2 separate regions of the Zea mays genome follow, and region 2 is linked to region 1. A link is a contact called in public Hi-C data. All regions are on one chromosome and are shown on one strand. Each heading gives the region's core, a stretch centred on a gene start, on an enhancer-like site or on the middle of the called end of the contact. The rest is flanking DNA. Distances are from core to core; before and after follow the strand shown. Region 1 holds the start of LOC103650526 (probable mediator of RNA polymerase II transcription subunit 37c). Region 2 holds the start of LOC110485087.

Region 1 (7,364 bases), core at 2,901-5,400:
AGTAGGTATAAAGAATTTAAGAAAAATCTCTGCACAGAGTACAGATACTAGCGGAGAAAGATTTCGGACATAATGAGGTATTGAGGAAAAAAAAATATAAAGAAACCGTTTTGCTCCCAAAACTCTTCGAGGACAAGAAAAACCAGGACCCAACAAAAGCTGCTAGCTATTCTGGGTGGGAGTTTATCAATTTCATTAAATGCCACATAACATGACAGCCTAAAAATTGTGGTAAACAATCAAATGAGAATGGCCTCCTAACTGGCAAAAGGTTGAAATTAACAAAGAATCGCAAGCTCAAAAACAAAATACGAGCCAGCAGTATGCAGAAACAAATACCGAAAAGAAGAATACCGTATCACTTAAGGTTTGCCAGTAGCCGCGATAACATTGAACCGACCGACTATCACGAGGTCCAAAAAAATAACCACCACAAAAGTACCAACCAACCACAAATAAAGTTTAAGCGGACACACCGCACCAACTGACGATAACTCTCGGCAGCAACTGGGCCAGCCAGCAACTGCAGCACACTCAAGACTGACAACAAACCGCTTAGTCCACCTCCTCGATCTTGGGGCCAGGGCCGCCGCTGCCGGCAGGGGCGTCCTCGTCCATGCCGCCAGCGCCGCCCATGTCTTCACCCGCGCCCTGGTACATCTTGGCGATGATGGGGTTGCAGAGGCTCTCCAGCTCCTTCATCTTGTCCTCGAACTCGTCCGCCTCGGCGAGCTGGTTGGCGTCCAGCCAGCTGATGGCCGCGTCGATGGCGTCCTCGATCTTCTTCTTGTCATCGGCCGGCAGCTTGGACGCAATCTTCTCGTCCTTGATCGTGTTGCGCATGTTGTAGGAGTAGTTCTCCAGCGAGTTCTTGGCCTCCACCTTCTTCTTGTGCTCCTCATCCTCAGACTTGTACTTCTCAGCGTCCTGAACCATCTTCTCGATCTCCTCCTTGGAGAGACGGCCCTTGTCGTTGGTGATTGTGATCTTGTTCTTCTGCCCCGTTGTCTTGTCCTCGGCAGACACGTTCAGGATGCCGTTGGCGTCGATGTCAAAGCACACGGTGATCTGTGGCACACCACGGGGTGCAGGGGGGATGCCGGAGAGCTCGAACTTGCCCAGCAGGTTGTTGTCGCGTGTCCGGGTCCTCTCACCCTCGTAGACCTGGATCAGGACACCGGGCTGGTTGTCCGAGTAGGTGGAGAATACCTGCTCCTTCTTGGTGGGGATGGTGGTGTTCCTCGGGATCAGCACTGTCATAACTCCTCCAGCAGTCTCCAGACCCAGGGACAGAGGGGTGACGTCCAGCAGAAGCAGGTCCTGCACCTTCTCATTGCCCTCACCGCTCAGGATGGCAGCCTGGACAGCAGCACCATAGGCGACAGCCTCATCGGGGTTGATGTTCTTGCACAGCTCCTTGCCGTTGAAGAAGTCCTGGAGCAGTTGCTGCACCCTGGGGATCCTAGTGGAGCCACCAACAAGTACAACGTCATGGACGGTGCTCTTGTCCATCTTGGCATCCCTCAGGCACTTCTCAACAGGCTCCATGCACTTCCTGAACAGGTCCATGTTGAGCTCCTCAAACCTGGCACGGGTGATGGTGGAGTAGAAGTCGATGCCCTCATACAGCGAGTCAATCTCAATCGTGGTCTGGGCAGTGGAAGACAGAGTCCTCTTCGCCCTCTCACAAGCGGTCCTCAGCCTCCGGAGAGCCCTGGGGTTGCCAGTGATATCCTTCTTGTTCTTCCTCTTGAACTCCTGGACGAAGTGGTTGACCATCCTGTTGTCAAAGTCCTCACCACCAAGATGGGTGTCACCAGCTGTGGCCTTGACCTCAAAGATTCCTTCCTCAATGGTGAGGAGGGAGACATCAAAGGTACCACCTCCAAGATCAAAGATGAGGACATTCTTCTCACCGACACTGGTAGCCTTCTTGTCAAGACCATAGGCGATAGCTGCAGCTGTTGGCTCGTTGATGATACGCAGCACATTAAGGCCAGCAATCACCCCAGCATCCTTTGTGGCCTGCCTCTGTGAGTCATTGAAGTAGGCAGGGACTGTGACCACAGCATTCTTGATCGTGCTACCAAGGTAAGCTTCAGCAATCTCACGCATCTTGATAAGAACCATAGAGGAGATCTCTTCAGCTGCAAACTGCTTCTCCTCACCCTTGTGCTGGACAACAATCATTGGCTTCTCACCAGGCCCAGAAATGACCTTGAAGGGCCACAACTTGATATCACTCTGGACAGACGCATCACTGAACCTCCTGCCGATGAGACGCTTGGCATCTGCATATGAACCCAATCATGTCAGAAATGCATTCTAATACCATACAATTTGAAATGTAACACAACAACACTTCTGTTAACAAATACAAAACTTTGATCAATCAAATGATATCTGCTTATGTAACCAAGTATACCTAACTAATAAAAAACTGACATGAGTCAAGATACCAATAGCATAAAGGTCAATCAACAAACTCCAATAATCAGACTGATTTCAAAAAAAATACAACTTGCTAGCTAAGAAAAAACAGACGTCAGTTTTTTCAGTCATAATCACTTGCCCAAACAGATAATGTAAACGGGCATATAGTAACTGGAAGCTCATAAATGGTCAACCAGTGTCGCAAGATCCATTCCCCTTTGTTTTCTGCCATGTTTCGAGACACACAATCACGAAAAATGACTGCGAGTCAGATACCAAATGGCATTGACTGCAACAAATTACACACAGAAACACTTTGCATGCAATAAAACTCAAACTGGCAGTGCAATCTCAGTCGAAAGATGGTGATTTTTGCTGTACTAATCACAGTGGTTCAGGAAATTGTCTTGCATCACGGATTGCACATAAAAAACAACAAATACTATAGACTTCACAGAACTACTGCCGAATTACAAGTTACTATAAAACTGGCAAAAGTTTGCAATAAAATTGAAATGTAGGAGATCAGATGGTAGTGCATGATGTGATCATCACAGTGAATGCAGATATTTCCTATGTTATGACTTCATCACTTCTCCAGTAAAAATTGTACTACAACGTGAACGTTCTACTCAAGTAAATCTCAACCACATGCATGATAAAAAAATAAGAGCAAATAAATAGCAGTACAACATTTTTAAACGTTGGCAATCAAAGCAATGATTGATGTGCAGAGGTGCCAACCACCAATCATATAAGGTACAATCTAAAACTAGGGAGCCAATAGTTGTAGCTAAAGCAATATGATAAGATAATGAGAGATCAGATGGAGATGCATAATGTTGGCATCATAGTAAATACAGATATCTCGTGTGGATACAAATATCATCACTTATCCCATTACTTAACCAAATAAAACTAATGGTTTTCATTTTGTCATGGCTGGAAGAAGAAAAACCAAACACAAAATCGAAGGAAACCTAAAAAAACTCTTGATCTGCAGTTTCAGATTGAAAACCACAAAAACTATGATAGCATAGTTTTCCATCACTGGCATCAGTGGAATAAAGCGCTTGGGGTAATTGTTTCATCATCAATCTGCCAAGAGTTGACAAATAGTACTGCAGAGCCTTCGGACCAGTATTATATACCAAATAGGTGATAAAAAACAAATAGATCTAAAGCTACCATGACAAACAATAACAGATCTAAACCCAGCCAGAGGAAAAATAACTACGGAACTACTACAGATCACAGTCGCCTTCAGATCCAACCGATCTAGACAAAAACATAGCCAAACTAGATCGGATCTGAGCTACTTTTACGACAGAAACTTAAACATATCAAATCAAGCAGTAACGTAGATGGGTCGTATGGGTCAGACAAAACCGCTAGTCACGGTAAACAAAACGTATCCGAGCTAGGAAAGGAGTAAGAGCCTAAATGGTGGAGTGTACTCACCAAAGACGGTGTTGATGGGGTTCATGGCGACCTGGTTCTTGGCCGCATCTCCGATGAGGCGCTCGGAGTCGGTGAAGGCGACGTACGAGGGCGTGGTGCGGTTACCCTGGTCGTTGGCAATGATCTCGACGCGGTCGTGCTGCCACACGCCGACGCAAGAGTACGTCGTGCCGAGATCGATGCCGATAGCCGGGCCATCGCCCTTGCCGGCCATCTCTTCTTCTCACTCAGCGGTTGCGGAGCACGGGAAGGGATTGGCGGCGGCTGAGAATGGAGCAGGGGACTAGGGTTTCGAGAGGGCGAGAGACTGAGCCGGGCAGTGGCTTTTATAGGGAACAAAGGGCTCGTCGTCAGCGCGTGGGCTGTGGTGTTCTAGAATGTTCCTGGGCGCGTCGTGGGGACATCTGAGCCGTTGGCACGCGATCGTGTGAACGAAGGCGCATGGCGGCGTCTTTTCCACGGGCGCCTTTCGGCTATTTAAACGGCCTTTTTTTTCCTTTCTGGTTGCTTTCACGTGAGTAAAAGGAATCTTTGACGGAGGGATGGGTTGTGACCAGATCTCAGCCCAAGTCATATACCATAAGTGCTGGCCGGCCCGCTTACGCTTAGAACCAGCCCACAGAGACAAGCCTCCCTGATGAGTCATTGTTTCGATACTCAATATTCACCCCAATCCACGTGTAATAAAGTGGATTAAAGTGTAATTTAAACTAATTTACACTCTAGTTCACCTCAATACACATGTATTGAAGTAAATATGAGAGTATCTAAACAAGGTCTACATTGATGAAGAAACTCGATCAAACACCATACGAGCTCTTACAATCCCATGCATCCAAATAAGCTCTACGAGAAACTTAAATCTCCTTTGATTATATAGGGGATTTGAGTTTCTAAACTAGCCCTACAAAATTATTGCATTTTTTATCACATCGTTTGGAATAGACGTAGGTTCTTTTTGAAATAAAAAAATTGTGCATAAATGTAGGTTCTAGCTCTGAGCTTAATGGAGTTATGGAAGATGGAGTCAACAGAGCTCTAGGAGAAGTTGCAATTAAGACCAGCAAAAAAGTTGGATGAAACTTCTAACGCCTTGTTCCATTGCGTTTGAATTGAAGAAGATTAAATCTTTTTCTATTTATTTTTTATTAGGGAGGGATTTAATCTCCTTCAATCCCCTTTGATTCGGACACAATCAAACAAGTCCTAAAAAGTTTGACGAGTATGGGTAAAAACGGGACGTATACAGACGGATAGGGGCTCATCTTGTATCCTACCCTAATGTATTTCAATCGGATTCGGGATCATATACAAATAGTTAGAAACGGGATAGATACGGATACAGCGACCAGATATTTATTTGGACGGATAAGTGACGGATACATATGTTATTTGGTCGGATATCAGATACTTGTCGGATAATGCATGAGCTGCTTATCATAAAATATTCTTGTTCAGCCAGAAAATTGTAAATAAATTATCAAGACTAATAAACATTTTATAAGCAGATAACCTCAAGTCCCCACATAAAAATGATAAAGTAAAATATTGATTATGTTGAAACTTTGATACTTGAAGTGATTTTACGTGTAACTCACGCAATAAATAGAAGTGAAATAGAAGAAACGTTGACATCTTGTGCATTTTATGATCCCATTATTTTTATTGAGTATATGTGGTCTTATGTTGTCCCTATGTATAATTTCATAAATTTCTGATGCTATTTGTGCATTATTAATTTTTTGTACAGTAAATCATCAAAATGTAACTAAATTCACAAAACACTCTAGTTTCGACCGAAAATTGCAAATAAGTTATCAAAACTAATAGGCATTTTGTACAAAGATAACCTCAAGTGCCCACATAAAAATGATAAGTGAAGTATTGATCATGTTGAAACTTTAATACATAGAACGATTTTACTTGTAACTCACGCAGTAAGTGGAAGTGGAATGGAAGAAACGCTGACATCGTATGAAATTTATGGTCTAAATGTTTTTAGAACTATATGTATATTGTTCCTCCGTAAAAAATAAGAATTTTTAAAGCTATTTTGTGTATTATTATTATTATTTATATAGAAAATCATCCAAATGCAACTGAAAAAATTCCAAAAACTAATAAACATTGTATACTAAGATAACCTTAAGTTCCCATGGGAAAATGATAAAGCGGAATATTTATTATATTCCAAAAACTAATAAACAGTCTAGCTAAGTACTCCATGTTCCTGCTGCAGGTACATCCGGCTGCAGCCCAATAGTCAGAAAAGGGAGATTGAGGCCATGAGCTCACGTATTGAATTAGAGGATGTTTGGTTCCTTTAGTCACGTATTATTATTTCTAAATTTTAGTCCCTACAAACAAACACTCGCATAGAAGCTGTAGAAAAACACTGTTCCAACTAGTCAACCACGTATGGGGAAAAAAAGATGAGGACCAGCGGCGAGAAGGAAAAATGAGAAAACGACCAAAATTGAGCCTACACTTCGTTGCTACGTATAGTGTTGCTGACTTGTTAAGGCAAAGGGGCAAAGTGGACAATGTTTACTATTCTGTGAAGTAGAACCAGGCGTCCTTACTTCGAAGGCCCAACATCCTGGTTGTTGGGGTATGCTTCGTAGCCGAAGATTCTAAAGAAAGAGAACACCTTCGAAAGGTCTTCTCAGGAGCAAGCGCCGAAGCTATTATCTATAAAGCTTCGGCACAATGACAGATCTCAAGATAAAGAGCCGAACCGACTTAAAGATGGATTGACTTAAAGACCCATAATGTTTTGTGTCATTATTGTAGTCGATTATAAAGGACATAAATGTAATTTTACGCAGATTGCACCCTGTGCCTATAAATAGGTGAATAGTACCCCGACACTGTTCATGGAATCCTGTAATCACTGGCACATTACGCTTGAATTATTGCTTTCCGCCAAGGCGAAGGTATAAATGTGCCCAAATACTATGTTTTAATATTTATATTCATACAATAAAATGTGTGAATATGTTTTATACTTTGTACTTCATTTTTCATTATTCATTGTTTTGCAAGTATGATCACGAAGGTAAAATCTTCGTGATATTTTACTCATGACCTTCGTCCGAAGCTCATTGGATCCTTGGGGAGACAATGCTTCATCGGACGAAGGGCTTTAATACTTAACATCTTTGTGTTGCCTTGTTCTTAATTCATAGCATTTGAGAACAAGTCCCCAATATTGGCGCCCACCTCCGGTGAACTCACTTCCACTTTCTGAGCTGATGGCTTCGTTCAAAGCTGGAGTTGCTTCGGCTTCGAAGCTCGTACTCCCGATAACAGGCGGTTCATGCTCAAAGACAGCCAACAAGAAGCAGAAGAAGGAGGCACAGAGAAGGGTACAGCATGTCGGGGTGCAAGGACCCTTCATCAAGTCAAGATGGTCCCACATCCCGATTACCTTCTCCCAAGAGGATCTTCAGCTCAAGGATTACCTTCAC
Region 2 (7,364 bases), core at 2,786-5,285, 590 kb after region 1:
AGTCCGGTGTACACCAGACAGTGTCCGGTGCTCCAGGGAAGAGCGGCCTCAGGAACTCGTCAGCTTCGGGAATCTCCAACGGCTAGTCCACTATAATTCACTGGACATGTCTGGTGTGCACCGGACTGTCCGGTGTGACAACGGAGCAACGGATATTTCGGCGCCAACGGCTACCTGCAGCGCATTAAATGCGCGCCAGCGCGGGCAGAAGTCAGGCACGCCCATACTGGCGCACCGGACACTCTATAGTACATGTCCGGTGCGCCACCGGACATCCAGGCGGGCCCAGAACTCACAGCTCCAACGGTTGGAACCCAACGACTTTGGTGACGTGGCTGGCGCACCGAACATGTCCGGTGTGCACCGGACTGTCCGGTGCACCATACGACAGTCAGCCCCACCAAACGGCTGGTTTGGTGGTTGGGGCTATAAATACCCCCAACCACCCCACATTCAAGTCATCCAAGTTTTCCACTTCTCAACTACTTACAAGAGCTAGGCATTCAATTCTAGACACACCCAAGTGATCAAATCCTCTCCAATTCCACACAAGGCTTTAGTGATTAGTGAGAGAGATTTGTCGTGTTCTTTTGAGCTCTTGCGCTTGGATTGCTTCTTTTCTTTCTCACTTGTTCTTGTGATCGAAACTCCATTGTAATTAAGGCAAGAGGCACCAATTGTGTGGTGGCCCTTGCGGGGAAGTTTTGTTCCCGGTTTTTTATTTGAGAAGAGAAGCTCACTCGGTCCGAGGGATCGTTTGAGAGAGGGAAAGGGTTGAAAGAGACCCGGTCTTTGTGACCACCTCAACGGGGAGTAGGTTTGCGAAAACTGAACCTCGGTAAAACAAATCCTTGTGTCTCACCGCTTTACTTGCTTGCGATTTGTTTTACGCCCTCTTGCGGACTCGTTTATATTTCTAACGCTAACCCGGCTTTTAGTTGTGATTAATTTTGTAAATTTCAGTTTCGCCCTATTCACCCCCCTCTAGGCGACTATCAAGAAGCAATCGTTGAAAACAGCTTAAGCACGCCGTCGAAGATGCTCTATCGAGGGTGGATGAAAAGAAAGGAAAACAAAATGTAATGGGCAGCACGATGGGTAAATATTTTGAAAAGTTAGATGGCAACACATTAAAATCTGAGAGTCAATCTAGGTAGGAAAGCTCAACCAAAAGTAGGCTGACCATTTACAATACGTCGTATAAAGGGTCGTGCAAAATACTGTTTTATACGGTAGATTACAATATTTGGAGAAAAAAAGTTTGAAATAGTGAGTGAGTAGGAAATCTGCTGAAAGTAGTCTTAGACCATCTCCAACAAAAGTCATAAACAATGTCATATTTTGAAATATAGGACTCTAACTCAAAAAATATGCTCCAATAGGGAACTTACTTTTAGAAAAAAAATCATTAAACAATTATAGGGCTCGTCCCTTCAAGTATTAAATATAGTACCTCGTATATTAAAGCTCTATCCTCATTTTATACACTATTCCTAACCTTTATTTCGTAAATAAAATGATTTATTTTCTAATAATATGATATATATAGCTCAGCTGTTGGAGCCGCAAACTTTTTTTAACCCTAAACACTTTAATCACTTTAATCAGGTGCCATTTCAATTTTAAGGACTCAAATATAGAATTTCTGGTTGAAGATGCTCTTATAAATTATAAAAACGTTCATGATGTATTTCTATAATGTATTTCTTTGAAGCGATATATGTTTGTTATATTTATAAAAATATTAACCAAGTTGAAATAGTTTTAACTTGTGATTCTAGAAGTTAAGTTGATTTAATTTAGGAGGGGAAAGTACTTACGCCGCTACAGTACACGCCGGGCGCCCCCTACGAGTCCCTCCAGCCGACGGGATTCTTCACTCCTCTAGCAGTATTCATTGCATATGCCCCTTCAGCCGACGGGATTCTTCTCTCTCCCGTCACTCCTCTAGCAGCATTCATTGCATATGTTGGATGGCCGCGAATAATTGTTATTAGATAAAAATTGATAGTAAATAAAAAGTAGGTATAAGAAATAATATTTTATGATTATAGTGAGATACAGATGGAGAAATTAGGGAGAACTGTGTTGAAATTTAAATTTCTAGGCTCAAAATCTGTCCAGCCGTCTATCAAGCACCTCCCAGTTCCAACAATCTCTATAACTCAGCCGTAATGAAGTTCAGGGTAATTACCACTTACATTTGTTTGACAAACCATGCACAACCAACGTTAAGGAACTCAGAAATTACACGATCGGAGACAACCGTTCAACAATTCTACAACAACAAACCAAAATGCAAACTGAGAAAAGAGGCATATATCATTGAGCACCAAAAACTTCTTTAGGCATACTTGAAAATCCATACAGATACCACAAAAACTGACACAATGTTTCACCATAGTACCATCCATAGCGGAACACGTCCTTTTTAACCATCTAATAAATCACAGCAGAGGGATAGATAAAACAAGAACAACAATACTCTAGGTGGCCTTGTCAGCCTTGGAGGCTGTGGCAGCAGCCTGGCCTCTGAGCCTTCCAGTCCTCCTAGCCGCAATGAGACCGACCTTCTGGCCAGGGGGAGCATCGCGGCGGACAGTAGAGGCGTGACCGATATGTTGGTGGTTACCTCCTCCGTGGGGATGCTCCACGGGGTTCATGGCCACACCACGGACCTTGGGCCAGCTGTTCCTCTTCACACGGTACTTGTGGTAGGCGTTGCCAGCCTTCAGCATCGGCTTCTCAGTCCTGCCACCACCGGCAACCTGCCCAATCATGGCACGGCAGCTGCTGGGGACAATTTTCTTGGCACCAGATGGCAGCTTGATCCTGTAAAAACAGAGCAAAATTAGGAACTATTGTTTGGGATAGATTATAATATATATATATAGACAACTACACTAGAACAATATTATCTTCTGCCACATTAGAACATCAATAGGCAGCAATATTAGGGCTGCTTTGGTAGACAGGAAAACAGAGGGGATCCATGGCTCCATTTCCCGTCCACCAAACCAACCCTTAAGAACTTGCAATATCTACATGGTATTCTACAATGGAGGTATTCTACAATATGTTCAGCTGTAAAAATGTAATATTAAGGCTGCCATCATCAGATGAGAAAAAAACTTACAATTTCATAAGTATAAACAATCGAGATGTGTAAAGCAGCACAATAATATCACAAAATATACGAACAAATCAACTTCAAATGCCTACAGAACTAAATATACCTCCATAACGCAAGAAACTTCCTAAACCTTTCCTATCGAAACAACTAGAATGTGGCAGATATGTCTACTATACTAGAGCACAATTCGAAGCGTTTTGTTCTAAAATTGTAAAAATACTAAATCTAAAGCCACAAGAACAGAGCTAAACTATTTTCAGAATGCTACATGAATCCTAACATATCAGATAGTGATACAAGTACTCATAGTCGAACTACCACATCAGGTCTCATCCTACGAATGAAATAGAGAAAGGAGGGATGCTGATGGTGTTAAGACCTCGAGGTTCCGTTGTCAGGGTTGTGGCTGATCACGATGGCGTAGTCCCCAGAGGCCCTGGCGAAGACACCGCGGTCACCAACGTGGTGCTCGACGTTGCAGACGACGGCACCCTCGGGGATCCCGCGGAGCGGCAGGACGTTGCCGATGGAGAGCGTGGCGCGGCGGCCGCAGTAAACGAACTGGCCGGTGTACATGCCCTCGGCGGCGACGAAGAGCTCCTTCTGGTGCTTGTACCTGAAGGGGTGGCGGAAGGTGACCTTGGCGAGCGGGGCGCCGCGTCCGGGGTCGTGGATCACGTCGGTGACTACGCCCTTGAGGTACCCGTTGCGCTCGCCGAAGTCGAGGGAGCGGAACCGGGCGGGGCCCTTGCGGTGGTGGGTGTGGGACTTGAACACGGATCCCGCACCCTTACGCTGCGCGCGGATCACGCGACCCATCTTGCCCGGCGGCGGGGAGGAAGCGGCGGCGGCGGCGGCGCGGCGGGAAGAGGGTGCGGAAGTGAGCGCGGTGCGGCTAGCGTTGGACGAGAGAGAAGAGAGAGCATTATATAGTGCGTCGTGAGGGTTTGGGGAGGGTTACCCTACGGCGGATGGTGGAGATGAGGTTCACGGCTGGTTTGAACCGTCCGATGAGTGATGGGACCGTCGTGTCAGTGTATTGGAATGAGCGAGAGACAGAGAGGCTGCGGGAGGAGAAGAGTGGGCTGGTTCTCATGGGCCATCTGGGTGAAGTTGGGCTCTTTAAGTGAGCAAAACAGCCCAAATCCAGTTCAGCGGTCATTCGTCCTGAGCGAACGCTCGTCTCACTTTCTCAGCATGGCTTGTGCCTTGTGATATCTCAGCCCGTTCTCCTTTCTCATTCCTGTACTGGCTAGCTGCAGAGCGCAGTACGCTGCCGTGCTTTTTTTTTCCTTTTTGTACTCTTCAGTTTTTTTTTAACGTTTTCTCTTCTTCTGATCTGATCTAGGATCTTATGTTCACAAATCTCAAGTGCGTATGTTTTTTCCACAAATCTGTTTACACGTAATTTATACTCACAAATCTTGCGTGCACAAATTTCTTTCACAAGTCTTGTGCGTATTTTTGTCATAATAAATCTTGTGTTTGTTTCACCATCTCGTGCATAATTTTATTCAGAGATGTTATGTTTCACAAATGCTATGTGCGTAAGTTTGTTTTGTGTATGTTACATTGCATGCTAATATTACAATCATTGAAAAAGAATAAGTTATCAAAATAAGGTAAATTTTCTTTTCAGCTATTTTTTCCGTCTAACTCCTAACTACGGGCTAGTTTGGGGACATCGTTTTTCCAAGGGATTCTAATTTTTCAAAGGGAAAATGAACTAATTTCCTATGGGAAAATTAAAATTCTATAGAAAAATGGGGTTTCCAAACTAGCCCTACCTTTATAAATGTAAAAGTTAGAATGGGCTGGTTCACACACATATATATAAACATGGGAGGCAGAGAATAAGATACTTTTCTCTTCTTCTCTCGTGTAGTCAATTCTTGGGAACCTTGGACATTTAAAGCCAGCAACATGATTTCAAAACTTGGGAAAACGATGACAGCTTGTTCTGATTTTAACACTTGGGAAAACAATGACAACTTGTTCTAATGTACATGTACTGGCTATTTTGATTTGCAACAGGTGCGCTCTAGGCTGGGAGGTTCTTTTTTGATTGGGAAAGCATTACGTGGCTGGGAGTAGAATTTGTTTTAGCTTTCTTTTTCACATTATGATTTGGTTGAAAACTACGTTCCCAAACACCTCTATGTATTGGATACTGTGGTATTTAAAACTGAGCTTATGTCATGGCTTTGAAATACCATGGTATTTGAAATACTGTGGTTTTGAAAAAATGCGCTCCCAAACAGGGCCTAACTATTAAATATGTGATCTTCAACATGCATGGTTCAGATTAACGGCAGTTGCAATGTCATGACCATTGTCAGCTGAAAACGTCCCACCAAATGGTTCCTCTCAATTTCACGGCACCACGCACGAAGCACAGGAACAACGATCATATCAAAATGTTCTTCCAAGCAAAATTAACTTTCCTAGTTACAGGTCCTTCGAGTTAAATCTCTGACAAATAGAAAGTTATAAGCAACCAAAATTATAGGTGCACTTTTCTAACTGATGAATACTTCGTTGCCGTTCATGGAGTGGTGAGTAAATGTAAACTTAAAAGCTTTCGCACAGCTCAAACTACCAAGAGTTCCTCCAGGCAAAACCACCAGCTACACCGTCAACTGCGACCTATAAGTAGATCAGCGTCTCTTCTTGCTTGCCTTTGAGCTGCTCTTCGACGGGCTCGCGACAAGGTAGATAAACAGTCCAACAAAAGAGACAACAGACACAAGTGACCCGTATTTCATCACAAGCCTCTGCACATGGATAACAATTTTTTTTGTTAGTGTCCAGCTCAAATGAATGGTAAAATCTGCCTGAAAATTTTATTTAGATGAACTAGGGAAATTGACCAGAGTAGAGGGAAAGAGAAAAATACCTTAGCCTGAACATAGTATGAGAGCATATTCAGATTTCCACGCAGAGGTAACACCAGAAACAGCATCCGAACATCAGTATGGGCAAGAAACATGAACTAGGTTGTGCGTGCAATGGCATGCTTACTTACCCATTCAAACTTCTTCTCTGGAGGTCTCTCAGCGAGAATATCCAGTGGGAAGATGGGAGTTGAGTATGCCTCCTTCAACATGTACAAAGCATTGATTTAGCGAAACACCGTGGGTTGGACAATACAAGAAACACTACTAAATTATGTACAGTAGCAATGTTTTCAAGTCGGACGACTTGCTGGTCGTTCTTGCTGACCGACTAGGGCGATTAATCGTGATTGGTCCAAACCAACTTGGACGACTAATCGCGATTAATTGGACGACTTGAAGACATTTAACAGTAGAGATAAAGTGGGGTGGGGGGGACCTGAAGAGCTGTCTTTGTGGGAACACGGTATGTAATGATAGCTGGTGAACCCTGGAACCTGCCCTGTGTTTTGGTCTCCAGGACATATGTGTGTGAAGCAGTGGCACCACTGAAAGAGTCAAGGTAATCATTAACTTTACTGTACATGAACATGTAAAGCAGTGATATGCATTACAAAATGTACTCACGGGTCAAGCCTTTCCAATGTCTTCGATTTCTCTCCAGTGACAAGCTCAAACACTTCTGTTGGCCAAGAGTCGTCATTAATGGACACATCATAGGCAGTCCTGCAATAGGTTTTACAATAAGTCCATGCAGATGCTATGAGAACATATGGGATTGATTTGCCGTCATATGAAACGGAAGGGAGCACATATACATGATGCAATGACTCCAAAAAAAACTGTAATGACCAATTTCGAGCGCATCAAGTATTACTGGAACTGTGATACAAGAGAAAGCAGTAGCACATGGTGATACCAACAATTGTTGTAGCACAAAGGAGTAAATCCGATGCGCATAAACAAATAGCAAAAATTCCAGGTCCGTTTATTTGGTGATTTAATGTTTAATTTTAACATAACCAACTAGTCCTAGAGTCATGTGTTTGGCTTCCAGATTTAGCCAGATATATACTACAAATATGTGACACTACAGGATATATATCTGACCAAGAAATATATATTAGGTAAGCAAAGCAATACAAAGTGTGTTGTCCCATACAAATGACTAGTAAAAATAGAATGCATGCAACTGCAACAGTAGTACAGTACCAATTGCCTTAAACTCAAAGCAAACTTTTCACACAGTTCTTCTAATAAATAGAAAGTGCATTTCCTTTTGCAAGTGCAGACAAAAGTGTGCTTCTTGGGAAACCGACAAAGCATAAATTTCAGAA

Evidence for each region. A called contact is a pair of places that touch in the nucleus more often than the background predicts.
Region 2: a Hi-C map of ear shows a contact between it and region 1, with 2.0 times the contacts expected there. The contact joins the promoter of LOC110485087 here to the promoter of LOC103650526 in region 1. A contact is called at or near these places in 3 of 25 Hi-C or Micro-C datasets (ear, endosperm and tassel).

What each region holds. Positions count from the first base shown.
Region 1 is chr3:127,902,938-127,910,301 of Zm-B73-REFERENCE-NAM-5.0, forward strand. It overlaps LOC103650526 (probable mediator of RNA polymerase II transcription subunit 37c), which reads right to left and starts at 4,151. Exons shown (of 2, transcript NM_001319757.1): 1 at 3,895-4,151; 2 at 174-2,291. The coding sequence starts at 4,108. The coding sequence ends at 556. LOC111591276 (small nucleolar RNA Z195/SNORD33/SNORD32 family) reads right to left here and starts at 3,033; the gene lies at 2,953-3,033. It overlaps LOC111591214 (small nucleolar RNA Z194), which reads right to left and starts at 3,536; the gene lies at 3,435-3,536. It overlaps LOC111591227 (small nucleolar RNA F1/F2/snoR5a), which reads right to left and starts at 2,721; the gene lies at 2,582-2,721. It also overlaps LOC111591277.
Region 2 is chr3:128,493,483-128,500,846 of Zm-B73-REFERENCE-NAM-5.0, forward strand. LOC110485087 reads right to left here and starts at 4,036. Exons shown (of 2, transcript NM_001353000.1): 1 at 3,513-4,036; 2 at 2,348-2,832. The coding sequence starts at 3,952. The coding sequence ends at 2,487. LOC100272685 reads right to left here. Exons shown (of 6, transcript NM_001365772.1): 2 at 6,655-6,753; 3 at 6,467-6,575; 4 at 6,159-6,230; 5 at 6,030-6,035; 6 at 5,545-5,907. The coding sequence ends at 5,791.